2 separate regions of the Rattus norvegicus genome follow, and region 1 is linked to region 2. Evidence: chromatin contacts called from public Hi-C data. All regions are on one chromosome and are shown on one strand. Each heading gives the region's core, a stretch centred on a gene start, on an enhancer-like site or on the middle of the called end of the contact. The rest is flanking DNA. Distances are from core to core; before and after follow the strand shown. Region 1 has its middle 480 kb from the start of Depdc1. Region 2 has its middle 470 kb from the start of Lrrc7.

Evidence for each region. A called contact is a pair of places that touch in the nucleus more often than the background predicts.
Region 1: a Hi-C map of frontal cortex shows a contact between it and region 2, with 2.3 times the contacts expected there. The contact joins two enhancer-like sites.

The regions. Positions count from the first base shown.
Region 1 is chr2:250,864,406-250,868,861 of GRCr8, forward strand. No RefSeq gene overlaps it. Among named protein-coding and RNA genes, the nearest start is that of Depdc1, 480 kb to the right of the region's middle. Within about 2 kb of position 1,781, at least 3 of the 93 cell types and tissues checked have an H3K27ac peak or open chromatin away from gene starts, as enhancers often do.
Region 2 is chr2:250,766,120-250,770,539 of GRCr8, forward strand. No RefSeq gene overlaps it. Among named protein-coding and RNA genes, the nearest start is that of Lrrc7, 470 kb to the left of the region's middle. Within about 2 kb of position 2,127, at least 19 of the 93 cell types and tissues checked have an H3K27ac peak or open chromatin away from gene starts, as enhancers often do.

The DNA of each region.
Region 1 (4,456 bases), core at 531-3,030, 98 kb after region 2:
AGTCTGATTCTGTTAAAGTCATTTTGTGATCACAAGTGAACAAAACTAGATGGAAGACAATATAAAAGACTAGTGGAATAAAGAGAGAGTTAGAGCTTTTATACAAGCTACTGAACTACTGAATGCTTGATTCAAAGCCAATCACTATGGCCACAGAAGTATATTTTCAAAGAAGTAGGATCTCACTTGTTGTGGTATGAATGTTTGGTTTCCCCAAAGGCTTATTTTGAAATTATTCCCCATGATGTTGTGAGAAGAAGGGGTCTTTGGAAAGGTAATTAGGTCATAAGTAAGACTGGCTCTTTTATGAATGAGAATACAACCCTTCACTTCTTTTAATGTTTGAAGATGGAGCAGGAAGCAGAAAATAAGCCTATCCAGACGTGATCTTCAGTCACTGATCTTGGGTTTGTTGGTTTCTGTAACTGAGAACAGTATCTAATTCTAGGCTATCAGGTCTTGTGTAGTTGGTTATAATAACTCAAGGAGACAAAGGCATTATTCATTTAAGCTCCTGTGTCTCTGTTGATTCACACTAAAACCATTTTAAATTTATATTTCCAATAACTGCTAGGTGTTTCATATGCTACTGGATCCTTTTAATGTTTGATCTTTACAACTACTAGCATAGATATTGCTAATTTTCTTTTATAGATAGAAACCTCTTCTCATAAATTATGTAAATTCACAAGCTATAGAATGATAGTGGAGGCACTTGAACCAAATCCTCTATGAATTAAAAATCTACCTTTCCACTACAAGACTCTGCTTCTATGAAAGAACAAAAGAAAGCTACTTTTAATCATGTAGTTAAAAATCACATTTATCAGGAATCATTAAGTTATATGGAAAACATAAGATATAATTCATATAAGGAGATGATCTTGTTTTAAAAGAAATCTTAATTTAAAAAAACAACCAACCAACCAAACAAACAAAAAAAACCTTTCAGAGCCCGACTCTTCAAGATATGTTGGACCTGGTGGTGACATTTTACTCTCTGTGCCTTACACAGAGTCCTTGCATATATATTAGAGAAGCCCATTTTTAAAAAAATAATTTCTGTGTATTAGAATTTTATCCATTTTACTGATGAGGATAGTATATGGCTTTGTGAGACTAAAATAACTTTGTTGAAGTTGCATCACCTGTTCCTCTGGACAACGGTGCTCACTTTTATAGTATTTGTGCATACAACCTGCCATTTCCCCAGTCTCATTCCAGAACTTTTTCTATATAGCTACATTTTCCTTAGAGTGCATTATACAGCTGTTAATATTTAAGTTAGCAGAAACAAATTTGAATAAGTTTCACATTATAAGATTTGAGATCAGAAGATTTGGATTTCAACCTTGATGCTGTCACAGTATAACAAATGGGTAATGATATTTACATTAAGTATCAAGTCCTGTGTCAACATGAAGGGATAATGATGATGCTACAATACATGTTATTTTGAAGTTCTGAAAGATAATGTAGTTGGATCATTCCCTATTCTCACATTCTCTACATGTACCATAGCAACTGCATTATCTCTGCAGAACTGAAATGCCAGATGCCATCTGTCTTTGTGTGTTGAGCAGTTATCACAACACTACAGATTCAAGTCTTACAAACAGCAAGAATATTTTTCACAATTTTGGAGGGTGAGCAGTTTAACACGGTCATGTTAGGAAGGACTCTTTTGTGGATAGCAGGTGGTGAACTTCTCCTGTGCCTGTATATAAAGGACAAAGCAAATTGACTTCCTTAGAACAGTATGACAATGGTATAAATCCTCCCATGAGTGCTCTGCTTCTATAACCTAGTCCTTTACCAGCAGTCCTACCTCTTTACACCATAACATTAGAATTATGGTTGAACACTAGGACTTGAAGGGAGCACAGATATTCAAATCAAACTCTTTGTCATGTCCCCTCAAATTTTATGTCATATTCACATGAAACTTAATTAATTAATTCCATCCTTAATATCTTTGATTCACCATCAATTAAAAAGTCAAATGTCCAGACAACTTAAATTTCATCCTAATAATGTATAGTCATAAGAAAAAAATCATTGTGAAACAAACTTGCCATCACCTGTGAAGTTTCTTTGATTTGGGAAGGCTTTCCCCAAACCCTACACCTTCAAGGCTTGATCCTTGTTTCTGTCGGGGGTGGGTACTGCTGGCAAATGGGAGAGATAGAATCTGGTGGGACATTTTAGGTCATTACCCATGAAGTTTCTTCCCTTCTCACTTTCTTACCCTATTCAACATGTTCCAGATGGAGGCCAATTGATGGTAGAAAGAAATCTCCAAGATCACAAGCCAAAAATATACTGTTGCTGTACAATTATAATTTTTTTCTTTTATCCTGCACTAGATCCGGCACCAGAGCTTCCCAAGACATCTGTTAGATATATTCATCTCAGGCAGCAAAGCATCTCATTCGCTTTGCTCCATCCCATATCACACTGTCTATGGCTACTCTCTTAGCCTGGCAACAATCTTTCTACCTGTCTAGTTCCCAAGGCAGGTTGCAATCATGCCAGACATACACATCCATGGCGGCCCAGTGTCCAGCCACCACCACCTCTCTTGAATTCAATTAAATCACCACATGATAGAACACACAATACAATAACCTCTGATCCAATTGATAATCTATAATTGCTCACCTAGACGTACAAAGCCCTGTACATGTCCATGCCTTAAGAATATCCATAACAACCTATAAATGTGCAGAGAGGAATCATAACATCTGCCTCCATGTTCTCTCGGCTGCTCATCCTTCCTTGCTCCAGTCTCCTCCTCCTCTGAAAAACTTTTCTACCATCTATTATTCCTTCTCTTCCAATGACAGACCTCATTCTATCTTGTACCTGCATAATGGCATGATCTTACAATAGACCATTAATTTTTAAGTTGATTATCTCTAATATTTATTACAACAATAGAAAACTGACTTACACAGCATCCTTTTAATCAATTAAAGTGTGAAATGTAAGCAAAGAAATATATCTGATAAAAAAATCAAGTGTCCATAAGTGTGTGGGCTTATTTCTGGGTCTTTGACTCAATTCCAATGATCAACCTATATGTTTTTATACTAATACCATACAGTTTTTATTATTATTGCTCTTCAGAACATTTTGAAATCTGGGTTGGTGATACTTCAAGAAGTTCTTTAATGAACAGTACCATTTTAGCTATTCAGGAGATGAGGTTTACTTATCATGATGATTGATGTTTTGATGTGTTCTTGGATTTGGCTTGGTAGTATTTTATTGAGTATTTTTGTATCAATATTCAAAAGAAAAAATTGGTCTGAATTTCTCTTTATTGAGTTTTTGTGTTGTTTAGGTATCACGATGATTGAGGCCTCATAGAATATATCTGTCAATGTTCCTTCTGTTTATATTTTGTGGAATAATTTGAAGTATACTGATGTTAGTGCTTTTTTGAATGTCTGGTAGATTTCTGCCATAAAACCATTTGGTCCTGGAATATTTTTCTTTATTGAGATACTTTTCATTACTGCTTCTATTTTCTTAGGGACTATAGGACCATGAAGATCATTTACCTGATCTTGATTTAACTTTGGTAAATGGTGTCTGTCTTGAAAATTATCCATTTTGTTTAGATTTATTTTTAGGATCACAGACTTTTGAAGTAAGACTTAATGATTTTTTAAATTTCATCAGTGTCCCTTTTATGTCTCCATTTTAATTTTTGATTTTGTTAACTTGGTAACATGACATTTCTCCAATTTCTTTATGAAGGTAATTAGTACTATGAACTTTCTTCTTAGTACTCGTTTCATGGTATCCCATTAGTTTGATTACATTGTGCATTCATTTTCAATAAATTCTACAAAAATTTTAATTTCTTTATTCATTTCTACCCTAAGTCATTGATCATTGAATAAAGTTGTTCTGTTTCCACAAATTTGTAGCCTTTATCATGTTTTTGTTGTTGAAGTTGAACTATAATTCATGATGGTTTGATAAAAAAAGCAAGAAGTTATTTCAAATTTCTGGTATCTGTTGAGGCTTTCTTTATTATCAAGTATATGGTCATTTTGGAGAAGATTCTGATTAGTGATGAAAAGTAATATGCATTTGTGTTTGTGTGAAATGTTCTGTAAATGCTTGTTAGGAGACAAATAATGTCTGTTAGATTATGTTTCAATGACTTGTTCATTGGTCAGAGATGTATATTGAAGTCTCCTACTGTTAATGTGTGTAGTTCAGTGTACAATTTAAGCTTTAGTAATGTTCCTTTAATAAATGTGGGTACCATTTAATTTGGGGCATAAATGTTCAGAATCAAAAGATCATCTTGGTGGATTTTTCTTTCAATGAGTATGAAGTATCCTTCCCCATCCCTTTTGACTACTTCTGTTTGACCTTTTTTTTTTTTTTTCTGTTTGACCTTTTATTTTTACTAGATATTATAATGAGTAGTCCGGTT
Region 2 (4,420 bases), core at 877-3,376:
TTCCCTTTAAATTATTTTGATTGAACTCCTTTATTTGTAAAACTCAATGTGAATCATAACTGCTCATTAAATGGTGTTTTATACTAAGAATCACATAGAGCTTAATGTATGTAGTCTTATCTGTACTCCTTAGTATATGAGGTCAAGCTGAGCCTATAGAGAGGAAAGGTGATGGAGGTGATGATGATGATGATGATAACGATGATGATGATGATGATCACACATTTTCCTGTATCTATCGAAGGCTTCTTCACACTAGGGGCAACTGATACTGTCATTCTTTTGCAGATCAGATGAATGAGGCACTATGAAGGCAATGATCTGCTTGGCTTTATGCAGCTCAGAAGATGCAAAATTAGATTCTGATTCCAAAGCTTGTTGTCAAAGTACAAACTCTTAACCAAAAGGCCCTACTATCCTCCTATAAGTATCTTTTGCTGTGCTTTTTCACATATGTTTGTCAGAATGGAACTAAGACCATGAACTGATTTAGAAGCAGTGTGTTGATATTTGTATGTTGGGTCTAATTCTCTCTTCTTCCTGAAGACACTGCTCATTTCAAGGGTTAGCAAAACATCGTCAAATCCTGTAACTCCATTTTGTAGAGAAAGTTTGGCAGGATGGATACAGCCATAGACATTTGTTTATGTATTATCTTGGCTATGTCTGGACTAATACTGAAGAATCAAGCAGCTTCAATAGAGACTTATATAGCTTGTAAAATCTGAGATATTTATTATCTTGTCTTTTACATCAAAATTTGGCAATTCTTAAATTACTAATAACTGATATATGACCTCATATTCCCTGTTTCCAAACCAACTTTTTTAATTATTTATTTGTATTTATATGAGTACATTGTAACTGTCTTTAGACACAAACTAGAAGAGGGCATAGGATTCCATTACAGATGGTTGTGAGCCACCATGTAGTTGCTGGGAATTGAACTCAGGAACTCTGAAAGAGCAATCAATGCTCTTAATCGCTGAGCCATCTCTCCAGCCCCCAAACCAACATTTAACAGTCACTAATAGTCAATTGAAATGCAAATAATAAACAAATCTGTGGAATATACATGTGATTGGCAAGTAATTGTTGTTATTGATGATGAATTAGATAGAGAAATGGAAGCATTGATAAGTCAAAAATCACAGAGTTGATGGAGCACCAGCTAACAGAACAGTTTTCCTGTGACCTGAGTGTCTCCTCAAATTTTGAGCAAAAGCTCCTTTATTTGACAATGGAAATCATTTAGAAAATGTTTCTTCTTTCTGAGGACCCTGCCATGAAACCTAACAGACCTCACAGAATGCTATAACTTATGAGAAACCCAAATGAGCTAAGTCTAATGAACTATCTACCTTCATATTGGAAAGTGCAGTTGGAAAAGATCTAACTGCAATTCTCCAAAAAACACTGTACAGCAAATGAAAGATAGGGGTGGGGTATGGGTGCTTTTCATTCTGGTACATTCAGAAATTTTGTTTTAACCTTAAATCTCATGATCTTGTACTTAAATGCCAAGCATAAAATTGCCATAGCACCGTGTTCTTACCCTTGAGAGGGACATTGGTTTTAAGCTTCTGATTTTGGCTTTGTGTTGTAGCATGTAGAGAACAATGCCCTCTCAATTATCTGAAAGGAATACTGTGCATGTAGATTTCCAATACACCCACACCCCAGAGATAATGCCAGGGAGCTAATCAAATGCTTTTCTGCCTGCACAACTGTGATACCCAAAGCTGCTAGGAGCATCATTTTTAGACATCCGTGGGAGGGATTCTTTTTGTAATTCCACATTTCGTCTACTCCCACCACATGTCTAGGCTTTGCCTTCCAGAGGCACTGCTACACTTTCAGAGATTTCCCTTTTTCTCCCCTACCTCTTCTCTTCTCTTTGCTCCATACCATCCTCCTCAACTCCCTGCCAAGGACTGGGCTTCTGGGTTAAGTGGCCCTCTAGTGTTAACAGCTGATGTTTTAAGAACTAACAGAACTCTTGTCTGCCAGTGGATCCAGTTCCCCAACTGGGCTGCTTTGTCAGGCACAAAGATGTCCTGCAGTGATTTGATGTGGTTGGTTGGTACTCAGGAGGTCCTCCTCCTTCTCAGAGGAGAAGGGAAGAGGAGGTGGGGTAAGGGACTGTGTGTTGGGGAAAGGGGGCTGGGTGGAGAGGAGTGACTGAGATCCAATGTCAGCCAGTCCTTTCTCTACTCCTAGTATTCCCTCTGGTAAGTTCTCCTCCCATTCCACCTTCCCCTTCTCTTTTGAAGGAAGCCATTCTGGATATCACCCAACCCCGACTAAATTCTCTCCCATGGAGGCCAGACGAGGCAGTCCATTTAGGGACATAGGATCCACAGACAGGCAGACAGGCAACAAGCTCTGGGACAGCCCCTGCTACAGTTGTTAGAGGCCCTGTATGAAGACCAAGTGCTCATCTGCTACATATGTGCAGGGGGCCTAGGTCCAGCCTGTGCTTGATCTTTAATTGATGATTCAGTCTCTGGGAGCCCCCAACGCTCCATGTTAGATGACGCTGTCAGTCTTCCTGTGGAGTTCCTGTCCTCTTTGGGTCCCTCAATACTTCTTTCACCTCTTCCATTAAGACTCCCAGAGGTCCATCTAATGTTTTGGTGAGAGTCTCTGCAGCTCTTTCCATTGGCTGCTGGGTAGATCCTCTCAGAAGACAATGGTTCTAGGTTCCTGTCTGGGAGCATAACAAAATATCATTAATAGTGTTGAGGATTCATTCTTGCCCATCGGATATGTCTATATTTAGGCCAGTCATTGGTTGGCCATTCCTTCAGTCTCTGCTCTATCATTGTCACTGTATATCTTGTAGGCAGGACACATTTTGGGTTAAAGTGTTGTGTGTGGGTTGCTGTCCTTATCCCTACACTAGTTGGCTACAGTGAGTGGCCACATCAGGATCCATATCCCCCATTGATAAGAGCCTTAGCTAGAGTTGCCCCATAGATCCTCTGGGTCCTCTGTCAATCCCAGGTCTCTGCATGTCCTAAAGATTGCCCACTTCTACTACAACCACTCCTTTCTCTCTCTCTTGCTCTCCCTACATATGATCTTCTCCCTACCCCTGACACCCTTCCCATTCCCTGTTCTACACAGGGTTCACTCATACACAGAAGTTCCCTTTATCCTTCCATGGGCCTAAATCTATTTAGTTTCCCCTTCTGAGAAAGATTCAATCATCCTTTTTTGGTTGCTCCTTGTTACTTGGCTTCTTTAGGTCTGATGATTATAGTATGACTATCCTGTACTTTACAACTAATATCCACTTACAAGTGCATAGGTATCATGCATCTCCTTTTGGGTCTGGGTTACCTCACTCAGGATAATATTTTCTTGTTCCATCTTTTGCTTGTGAAATTCACAATGTCTTTGTTTTTAATAACTCTATAGTATTCTATTGTGTAGATGTACCACATTTTCCTTACACATTCTTCCATTGAGAAACATCATGGTTAATTCCAATTTCTGGCTATTATGAATAAAGCTGCCATGCCCATAGTGGAACAAATATCCTTGTGGTATGGTGGACTATATTTTGGGTATATGCCCCAGAGTGGTATAGCTGGGTCTTGAGGTAGAACTATTCCCAATCTTCTGAAAAACTGCCAAATGATTTTTAGACTGTTTGTACAAGTTAGCATATTCACCAACAGTGGAGGAACATTCCCCTTCTTTCACAATCTTGCCATCATGTGGTGTCCTTTGAGTTTTTTTATCATACTCATTCTGATGGGATAAAGTAGAATCTCAGGGTTGTTTTGATTTGCACTTCCCTGATGATTAAGGCCACTGAACTTTTTTGTAGTTGCTTCTCAACGACAGAAGGTTCCTCTGTTGAGAATTCTGTTCAGCTCTGTACCCATTTTTTAATTGGTTTTTTTTCTATTTTTATATTTTTTATTAGATATATTTCTTTACTTACATTTCAAACGTTATTCCCCTTCCCGGTTTCCTGTCCATAAGCCCACATTCCTCCCCCCCCATATGGGTATTACTGCTATCCATCTCCCTTATTGCCCCCCCATATTACCTTGCATTGGGGGTTCAACCTTAGCAGGACCAAGGGCTTCCTTTTAATTGGGTTAGTTGAATCTTTGATGTCTAGCTTTTTGAATTATTTATATATTTTGGATATTAGCCCTCTCTCAGATGTAGGGGTAGTAAAGATCTTTTCTCAATCTGTAGGCTGTCATTTGTTCTAATGACAGTGTCCTTTGACTTACAGAAGCTTTTCAGTTTCATGAGGGCCCATTTATAAATTCTTGACCCTAATGCCTGAGCCATTGGTGTTCTGTTCAGGAAACTGCCTTCTGTACCAACAAAGTATAAGTTATTCTCCATTTTATCTTCTATTAAATTTGTTTTACATTGAAGTCTTTGATCCACT